Linked DNA regions of Danio rerio: region 2 is linked to region 1. The links are chromatin contacts, called in public Micro-C maps. All regions are on one chromosome and are shown on one strand. The core of a region is the stretch at or near the end of the contact, and the rest is flanking DNA. Distances in the headings are between cores, read along the strand shown.

Region 1 (5,781 bases), core at 69-2,568:
GAGGAGGAATTTCATCTGAGAAGAATCTCATCTGGTGATTTTCTGAGCAACACAACAGGGTAAAGGTTACCAAAAAGTAGGGGTGTTTGAACTCGGTCCTGGAAGGCCGGTGTCTAGGAAAGTTTTGCTCCAACCCTAATCAAACACACCTGAGCCAGCTAATCAAGCTCTTACTAGCTATATTTGAAACCTCCTGGCAGGTGTATTGGAGCACGTTAGACATGAACTCTCCAGGACACCTCTGCCATAAAGCATACACATACTGCATGTAAACTACATAGTTGGATGTGGTATGTCATGTGTTTTGCGAATGAAAATCTATGGAAACTCTCAGTTCCCACAATACCGTGGGACAAAGGCACTACGTGGTTGAGTTGTCTGTCTCGTGGCTTACTGTATTGGTTTCAGGTGTTACTTCCTTTAACATTTTCATGTATACAACAAATAATTGTAAAAGAACAATCAGAAATGAGGAAGGCTGAGCATGTAAAAGGTTACGATATTTAGTTCTCATTTCAGTAGGATTATCATCACTTGCTGCAAAGCTAACTTTTAAAAATAAACCATTTTTTCTCCCCTAACAACTCCATGGTATGAGTGCTTACCATAGCGATGATGTATTGGACAGTGGGCTGCATTACAGTAAGTAGTAGTGAAGACTTCAGTAAACGGAGACACTGGGGTCTGTGGTCCAGACGGGAGTAGATCTCCCACCTTCAGCTCTAAATCCTGAACCGAGCTTGAGGAAGACTTGCTCCTAAACATGCACACATGGAGAGTATGCTAGACCTGCTTCATTTTTGCTATATTTCACTATACTGCACAACAAGTAACTGAGGTTTCCTGTTTTAAAGTGTACATAACTCAAAGTGTAACACTAGCATCTCTTACCTGCGCTGTTTGATGGGCAATGCAGGTGGCGATGTCCCTCCTGATGCTCCCAGGAGAGAGTAGTCTGTTGCTTGATTCATTGCAGTTTGGCGTGTGATAGTTTGAGTGTGGTGAATGTGCATCAACCCCCTCCAACTGCCAGTTCCTGTAGTTTTCTTCTGGTGCTTTAGCACACGTGGAAGTTATCTCACTCTCTCTCTGTCTCTCTCTCAGCCATTACCACAGCATATCTAGCATCTGAGGTTGGTAGCGGAAAGGCTGAGTGCATTTTGTGCGCTTCAGCTTGCTGTGTTTTCATATAAGGAACCTTAAAAAAAAGGAACCATTTTTTTAGTACTACTATCTTTGGATGACTTGCTAAATTGTATTGTTTCATTCCAAGACTTGAGAATTTTTATTAATTGGTAGAAATGCTGTAAATTTCTACTTTCTATCTACTTTCAACTTGACATACACAAGTCATGCCAAATTGAGTTGAAGCGACAAAAACACAGTACTGTAGGCAATTATGCAGAGAAAATAAAAACAAGAGACATCAAATGTGGGATGAAAATATTGTGAACTGATCGCTTTATTGAACTCCTCAGACCCTTTTTTTAAAGGGGAAAACCAACCCATCATTTTCAAGCTCAGAACTCTTAAAGGAGAAACACATTTAGAACAACTTGTGAATTCTGTCCCCTGTGAACACATTTCGGCCTCCTTTTAACATCAATCCTGAATGTCTTATCCGTAGATAAGAACTCGGAATGGTCCAAAGTATGATGGCTTCAGTCAATCTCTGTGTGCATCATGTCGAACAGAAACAAATTACGCTGAAGATAGCTCATCCTGAACCCTAAGTCTTGTGAAGTCCATGCTGAGAAGTAGGCACTGGAGAAAAAGAGGAGGCAGGACTTAGCAAAATAGAAGTGTGGTGCAATCCACACCATAAATTGCTGACACTAAGGACAAAATCGCCAGACACTTGAAGTATCTGCCCTAAACACAAGTTCCGTTGAAGAAAAATGAAGATCCTCCTAAGGGGTTGTTCGAAGCCCAAGCAATACTTAAGGGAGTCTGTCATACCAGTTGTCTTCCTTCCTTCACACGTATCTTGTAAAAACACGTTGACAAAACACTCTGGAAACATCCAAGAGCATTAGGTTCACCAAATGTAAGCGACTATGAGGAGGAAAACAGGAGACATCAAATGTGAGATGAAAACATTGCGTTATGAGCGCTTTATTGAACTCCTCAAACCCTTCTCTTAAAAGGGAAAACCAACCTGTCACTTCCAGCTCAGAACTCTTAAAAAGTAAACACATTTAGAACAACTCGTGAATTCTGTCACATGTATAAATGTAGGTGCCACAGTACCAACAATTTGGTGTTAACACTCGTGGACAAAGTAGTATGTCATCCTGGATTAACAACTATGTTGATCCTAGAACATAATGTTTGTTCGAAATGTAATCCATACCTAATCTCTACTAGGGTTGGGCCGATAAACGATGCCATCGCCGATGGCCGAGAGACAACACGATGCTGAGCCGGCATCGCAGATCCTCCGCACCGCGAAAAATACACAAATACACAAAATGGCATTGTAGAGCAAAACTGATCCACATCTTATTTTACCTAGCTTTTCTGAACAGCCCTCCGTCCGCTGAAAACGCATATCACGTGACCCCCCACACACACACAGACACAGACACAGCCACACACACTGTCATGCCCTCGTCTAAGCTCCAGAGAGCAGTGCACATTGGACAGTTTATCAAGGATGTACCGCTGGATCGTGTCTTACTATTTGTTAAACGTGATATTTAATTAATCTTGTCTCTATCTAACAACTCTTCTGTCTTTTGAATCTACCAGGTAACGTGTCACAGCATCAGTACACTGCTTTAATTTTTTGCCTTCACACTTGTACTTAGCAATTTTTGTGAAAACCTCAGATACCGTTGGTTGAGCACCTTTTTTACCGACCAAGTTTGTGGACACCATTATAACGACACAGATTACTCTGCCTATTCACGCCAGAGTCCAGCTGAAAAAGCTATTGACAAGTGGTAATTTGTGTTTAACTTATCTTTATTTATGATTTCTTTATGGGTAAAACAAAGACCATGCGGGTCAGGTAGTTATAGGCTACAAATAATTAATTTGTTATGAATTAATTAATTATTCATAAATAATTAATTCAACTTTGCCTATGACGACGATGCCATTGTCCATCGTAATGTTTCACATTAAACATTGTACAATGCCAAATTGGTCGACATCACCCAACCCTAATCCCTTCCCTTAAACCCAAGTCTTACTGTAAATTATTCCCAAAATCAAAGGTGAATAACAGTTGGATAACAATCATGTTGAAGGACATAACCCTAACTGTAAAAGTGTCCCTTAATTAAGATTAGCTGGTTGGAATGTTGCTCCAGAATCAACATAACTGTTGATCTAGGAACATGTCCTTCTTGGTGAATTCATACTAACCGGCTACAGCGTGAAATCTGCACTGTGTGCTGCTGTCAACACTACAGCACCACTGCACTGGGGCATGTCCAATTTTAGCACGCTGCTTTAAGCAGGTGAAAGACGATGTGTTCATACACATATCACACATCATGACACACAATTTTCTTCTGCAGTGGAAGCGCAGCGTCAGAGTATGTGATATTTTTTTTTGGTCACTAGAGGATGCTGTTTTCCCTTTATACACATTAAGCAACCCCAAACATGACATCTTTTCTACCATTAAACATTTAGTAATCATAAATTAACCCAACCAGCTATGAGGTGACCAAAACATTATAAACGTTGATATGAAGCTAAGAAGTATAAAAATAAAATAAAGATAAAAGATGGTGTACTTAATATCCGTAAAGCGCAAGTGTCTGAGACTTTAGCCTCATAGCAAACTAAACAGGTAGAGGCATTGTTCTGTCGATTTGTCCTACCTTGTCATATTGTCCTACCTCTCATTCAAAAAGTAGTTAGCACATTTTGATGACACAATATGCTACTCATCAGATTTTGATACCACTGTAAATTTTAATGTGGAGTAATGTGATATGAAGCTGCAATATCACACTGAACTATCTAATTCCTAACCCCAACCTTAGAACCATTCAAGCCATTCAACCATTCGAGTGTTGATAGCATAATCTGAGGGGTAGGATAAAATGTCAGGACAGCATAGTTAAAAATATTGTGGCTTAAGCCATCAAATCGACATCCTGACATTTTATCCTACCCATCAGATGCTACCAACACTGTATTTGAATGGTTCTGAGGTTGGGGTTAAGGATTAGGAAAGATAGGGCAATGTTACAGCTTCATTTCACACTGCTCCATGTTAAAATTTACACTAGTTGCAAAACTTGATGGGTTGCTTATTACGTCCTCAAAATGCGCTAACTTCTTTTTGAATGGGGGGTAGGACAATCTGACAATCAACAGAACATTGCCACAAATCAAATGAAAGTAAATGGTCAGACTTTTGATAGAGGTTTAACCATAGCAAACGTTTTTATTCAGTGTATTAACTTGAATGGAATAATTTTTCACTCAAAGCAGAGGTGCCCAAACTTTTACCTATAAAGGCCCAAAAATCAAGCTTGATTGAGGGTTGTGGGTCAAATATATACCAAATCGTATTGTTAAATTTGCCAAGAGGAATTTCCAATTTTTTTTCGATAATACTTCAAAAAAGGTAACGTTGTTTTTTAAATCATATTTAACATCTATTGCAGTACATTTTACAGTGAACTTATTACAGTAAAAACATAAACAATTCCATTTATAACACTTTTTTTATTGTATTTGCTGAACATTTCCAGTCAAATGCATAACAAGTGCAACAACATAAATGTGTATTACACATTTTAGCATAACATGTAAACAAAGTAACAAAAAAAAAAAGGAGAGAAAGAAAAAATAATCCAAATAAATAACAAGATTTACCTCAGAGAAGAGGAGTTTAACTTTTTAAGCATGCTCACAGTTATGGTCGCTTTATGACTTGAAAGTCCTTTAAGAGTTTCAAAATACATTTTTAAATCAGCCTTAAAATGGAAGATGTTAGGCCTCCTCTCTGACCATTTAAACTTGTGTATATGAAACTTGCCCTATAATATCAACAGATTTAACATAAAAAGGAGATTCTTATCTATATCGTTTTTCTTTTAATCTATATTATCTATAAAGTACTTGTGTCTAAAAATTGCAGGACAATGAATCAAACTTGTAAGAAATGTGTTATGACATTTTCTATCTTTGATATCAATACCATCTAATAAAATCTCATTTTTAACTGGTAGTTTATTTGGTTAACTGTAAACTAGCAAAAGCCTCGCCAGGCCTGCTGGTATTGCACCAATTACAATACTATAATCTTGTGGAGGCACTGGAAAACTAAACTTCTCTAAAAATTCAGCAAAAGTCAGTAAATATCCTTTATCGTTTAATAACTGTGAGACCAATAGAATATCTTTTTAAACCCAATTATCAAAGAAGATTGATTTGTTTATATATTTGACAGTTTTATTATACCGTATTATTTGTTTAGTGGGAGAAAAATTGTGTTTGTATAAAGGTTTTCAACATAAAAGAGCCTGCCTATGAATTTCGATAACTGAATGGGGAGTTTATTACTCTCAAAATCACACTTTAAAAGAAACTCTTTGCCACCGACTTTTTCAAAAATAAGGTTTGGGATTATATACACTGTTAGACCTTACCAGGCTTTTTTACAGTAGAACACTGGCAACACTGTTGCCAGCTACTCACTGTGAAAGTTTGGTTACAGTAAGTAACTGGCAACAGTGTTGCCAGTTAATTACTGTAAATGAACTATTACAGTGGCTGATCAAACTAATTAAGGCTCATTAGAAATCTACAGGT
Region 2 (5,053 bases), core at 1,502-4,001, 190 kb before region 1:
CTCATTTCCTTTCTAAAATATTATTTCTTTATTTGATCTTATTTTACTTATGTGCTGTTGGGGATGTTTTCATCCGCTCTGGGGTAATTTTGAGTCTTAATTTGACAACTTTTTTGTGTTTCAGCGAGCAGAATGATTTTTTTTTTACATCTTATTTTGTCACATAATGACAAAATGCCTTGGAATTTTTAGTGAACTCAATAAAACACTATGGGCAAATTGACTATCCTTTTGTTATGTTTGGGATGAAAATATCCACTAAATTTTACAGCTGTAAAAATTAATAAAAAAGTTTTTTTTTTTTTTATTCTGTTGCATAAATCTGTTAATCCACCTCAGCCCTGAACAAAAGTACTAAATTGCTTAGACCATTACAAGATTCTCTTTAGTTGACAAATTCACAAATGATCTCACTGATTTGGTGAAGAAAACACACAAAATTACGTATTTTCAAAGTAAAAAGTAATAATCGTGGACTGGATTTTTTAAAAATTTTATCACATGTAAAACAACATTGGGAATGTGAAACAGCATTGACTTTGATGCATTGTTTTTAAATGATTTTCCATTTTTTCTCCCTAATTTACTGTTGGTGGCTGTTTTTGCCCCATTGACTTCCATTATAACCACTTTTTTTTATTGCAAAACCGTGACACCATATAATCATGCATTTTTGATTGTTGGTGGTTTTCCCAGTTGGGAAGACATAAAATTAGCATTTTTACTGTTGATCATCAGTTGGCACCATTAACCCTTTAGATAGGCCTGTGTGAACAACAGCTTAGTTTCTGGACTTTGTATGGAGTATAACAGCAAAATAAAGTGTGTGTATGTGTATGGGAGTGGCATTTGCGCACTTACCATACCTCCAGTTTTTTCTGGGACTTTCTCGTATTTAAAGTTCTATCCCACTATCATCCTGTAAAGGTATTTTCCCATATTCTTTTCCCATATATTTTCAGTCTTTCTCTGAAGGGTGGCAATAAACATTAAAAATGGCAGGATTCCCTTTCCTTTTCATTACAGGTCGCCCCTCCTATGCAATCCACAAAACGTCATATAGCGGTGCGTGACTGTCAGCAGATGCGCTTCATAGTAAGCAATAGACTCTGTTTCCCAAACGGATCCTGTACTCTTGATTTGAAGCAGAGCGAAAATCTGGGTTTTGGGTGCTTGTTTGAACAGACATATGCACATAATAATACCAACATCTAAAGATGTCGATCTTGGTGGGGAGTTTTTCAAACAACTAATTTTGTCCTAAATGAGCATATAATGAAAGCAATCAAATGCTTTCATTATAACATTAGATGTGTGCCTTTTTAAAGTGACACCTCTGTTGTTTAATGTAATCTGCTCAAATGAGAGATTCATTCGCTGCTCTTTAATCAGAATGTGTCAGTTATACAGTGAAGAAAAGGTTAATGAGATTTGATAACTTGATTTTATTTCTTTATGATAGCTATTAATTTTAATAAGCTAAACTGTTTGCTAATGTATTTGCTGCTAATGTATACTATTTATTTTTTCTTTTGTAAATAATAATAATAATAAAACATATTATTGACTGTTTATTTACAATGAAACAGCTCCAGAAGAACATATTTAGTAATTTGGGGATTTATTTGGGCTGAGATATAAGGGATATCCCTTATTATGGTGGGCATATCCCTTATTTTTACATACCAATGTTGATGGGTATGGCATTTACTTTTATTCGTCTGAGAAAATCAAAATATGGATCTCAGCTCTCTGAACTACATAGAGTAAATAAAAACAAAGACTGTGTATTCATGCTCCATCAAATGTGGTTATAATGGAAGTCAATAGGGCTAAAACAGCCACCAACAGTAAATTAGGGAGAAAAAAAAATATCTAACAATGCATCAAAGCCAATGCTGTTACTAATCATTTACATGTCGAAGACTGTGATAAAAGGTTTTAAAAAATCCAGCCCACAATATCTTTTTTTTATATCGAAAATACGTAATTTGTTTGTGTATTTATTTTTTTTATACACCAACTCAGTCACATCATTTGTGAATTTGTTAATTAAAGAGTTTAAAAAAAAATTTGTAGTTTTGATTAGGACTGAGGTTGATAAACAGATGTTATGCAATAACATTGAAAAAAATATTTATCTGATGCATTTTTACAACGGTTTAATTCAGAGGATGTTTTCATCCCGAACATAACAAAAGGGTAGTACATTTGAACCGTGCACAAGGGTTAACATTATTTCATAATTGCGTCTTTCATTAAAAGTCGTCACCTGAAGTACTATTTTATTTCATATATTTATTTAATGTTATCATGTCGGAAATATATGAAGAGTTCAGATGCAAAAACCTCAAAGTACCATCTCAAATTTTCATTGAAAATGAAAATTTTTCTCAGCGTCCTTTTTTTATGTTGAGTTATTTTACTTTAAAGACCAGGAAAAGGACTTGTCCTTTGCCATAAATGTGATATTACTGAACCTACATGACAGGATCCTGATAAAAATGTTCATTTTAGAGGAAAATTTCAGATGGCAGTTAGAGGAATTTGCATCTAAACCCTTCATATGTTAATAAACAATGTTTTATTATAAAACTGTCAAGAGCTACTTTTTTTTTATAAAGTCCCAGAAACAAATGCATTTCACATCGTCACCAGCAGAGGGCGCTGCAGACCCAGAACAGCCTGTTCAAAAACTCAAAGTATCACATTTCTTTCCGCGTCTATAAATACCCATCTCCCTCCGCGCACTGGCCATATCTAAAGCAGCGCTGGCCTGCTCTGCTTACACTGCCGGATGGATGAGGTTCCCTGCGTCCCACCATCTGACAGCTCCTCTCTGCTGTAGGACCAGCCAAAACACCTACGTCTGCACATTTACACCCTCTCTTCTCATGTGTCTGGCCTTTACAGAGGCTCCTAGGCTCAGTTCCTTCATCCCCTCTGATCACACAGCACCGGTTTGCCTTCACGCCACTTGTTTTTGCCATTAGCCGCTAATTATACTGTAGCGGCAATTAAACGAAATGGCAGGTTGTCATGGGATATTTTGACTCGGGCGGCTCTTGAAAGTCAACAATCAAGATGCTGTTTGTTTAGTCGTCGCTCTTTGCTTATTAATAATGATAATGACACACTGTTCGGTTTAATTGGGCATATTAAGCTGATGGGTAATTTCAATGTTTATAGGTTAACGCAGTGATTTAGCAGGTTTTGTTCTTCATAATGGTCTTTCTTAAATATGTGACTCGGTAAGTTGAATAATTATGCAAATTGATCATCCTTAACGCTACATTATTCATTCATTTATTTTCTTTTCGGCTTAGTCCCTTTATTAATCACCTCAGTGGAATGAACCGCCAACTTATCCAGCATATGTTTTACGCAGCGGATGCTCTTCTACCTGCAACCGATCACTGGGAACACCCATACACTCCGGACAATTTAGATGACCCAATTCACCTATAGCACATGACCCAGTCGAGGCTCGAACCAGCGATCTTCTTGCTCTGAGGTGGCAGCGCTACCCACTGTGTCACTGCGCCACCACACTACATTATTATAAACTCTACTGTTGAACGAATCAGTTTGTAAATTAATACAAGATTAGCAGAAATTTATACACGATTCAACCAAAAATCCTAATGAACTGAATCGCTACAGTCCGAACAATTCTGATTCATTTAAACAAATCACACCTAGGATTCAAGTAAAGATTTATCTCACAACGGAATCATGCTGTTTCTTGAAACAAAGGAATCTCAATATATATACTAATTCATTAAATTAATCAAACTCCTCTGCATTGGCAGAAACAAACAGGCAAACACATCATTTGTCCTCGTTCAAGAGCTCAAAATCAAAATCCTTGACCTTCATTTGGTCTAAAACAGAGTGAAGAGGTTTAGATCTACACTACCTGACATAAGTCTTGTCGTCGATCCCAGGTGTAAGAGCAACAAATAATAAGCAAAAAATGTCAAGGTGCTCAAGGAATGGCCAACCCACTCACCAGACATGAACATTATTGAGTGTGTCTGGGGTAAGATGGTAGAGGAGGAATTGAATTTGATTATAAAGAATCTTGATGAACTCTAGGGGTCCTGTAAGATCACTTTCTTTGCCATTCCCGATGACTTTATTAATAAGTTATTTGAGTAATTCCAGAGATGTATAGAAGCAGTTGGCGAAGCTCATGGGAGTCATACACAACATTAATTCTTTTCTCACTGCACCATGACTTTATATTCTATACTGTACATTATTTTAATTAAGACTTTTGTTTAAGCAAAGTCAGACCTTACGGTCCTAATTAAATAATTAAAAATCAAGGCATGATCATATTCTGTTTTGGTAAAATAAGTGTAATCTAGAGGCTTTTGCCTTTCAGTTATTATTAATTTAAATTTGTTTTTCCAAAAATTTGTATAGGAGACAAGACTTTTGTCAGGTAGTGTAAATCTAAACATCTTAACCCCATTTTTGACCTAATGACGGTCATGGATTTTGATTTTGAATGAGGACAAATGGTGTGTTTGTGACCAAAATAAAGACACATTTCTTCAGTACAGGATGCTTTCAGTTCTGCTTTTGCGGCATTGCAGCTGATATTGGGAAACAGGCGAATAAGGTTGAATCTCAAATCGGCTTATGCCTCGACTTTTGTTAGGCTTTCACTTAAAACCTGACGGCACTGTCATGTTTGATCCATTTCTACCGCTCAGCTGTGTTTGTGTGCCACAGCGAGCAACAGTTTCATCAGCCACACACACACTTTTCACTCTCTCTCTCTGCCCTTTCGTTGGCAGACTATCCACGCTGAGCTGTCGAAGCTTGTGAAGAAACACTCGGAGCAGAAAGGAGCCGAACAGGCCATGTATAAAAAGATGCTGGGTAACCCGTCCAACAGCAGTGTGCAGAAACACCGTGCCAAGTCCTCATGGGTGAGAGCACAAACTGTCCCTATTTCAACTATTTAACACTATGTGCTGTTTATTTATGAGCTGGCCTGTCTGTGTTTACGCTCAGCAGGAAGTGGATTTAACAAATGATC

The links. Hi-C and Micro-C count contacts between places; a contact is called where the count stands out from the background.
Region 2: a contact with region 1 is called in a Micro-C map of caudal fin, with 4 times the contacts expected there. The contact joins the enhancer-like site here to the promoter of LOC141380319 in region 1. A contact is called at or near these places in 2 of 18 Hi-C or Micro-C datasets (caudal fin and hematopoietic stem cells).

The regions. Positions count from the first base shown.
Region 1 is chr22:20,547,141-20,552,921 of GRCz12tu, reverse strand. It overlaps LOC141380319 (inactive tyrosine-protein kinase PRAG1-like), which reads right to left and starts at 1,318. Exons shown (of 4, transcript XM_073937792.1): 1 at 892-1,318; 2 at 606-757; 3 at 1-42. The coding sequence starts at 1,013.
Region 2 is chr22:20,742,094-20,747,146 of GRCz12tu, reverse strand. It overlaps fkbp8 (FKBP prolyl isomerase 8), which reads left to right. Exons shown (of 9, transcript NM_200884.1): 8 at 4,809-4,943. The region is part of intron 1 of LOC141380320 (a long non-coding RNA gene); the gene reads right to left. Among named protein-coding and RNA genes, the nearest start is that of ell, 7.3 kb to the right of the region's middle. Within about 2 kb of position 2,751, at least 25 of the 62 cell types and tissues checked have an H3K27ac peak or open chromatin away from gene starts, as enhancers often do. A contact at or near this core is called in caudal fin, where this site is marked.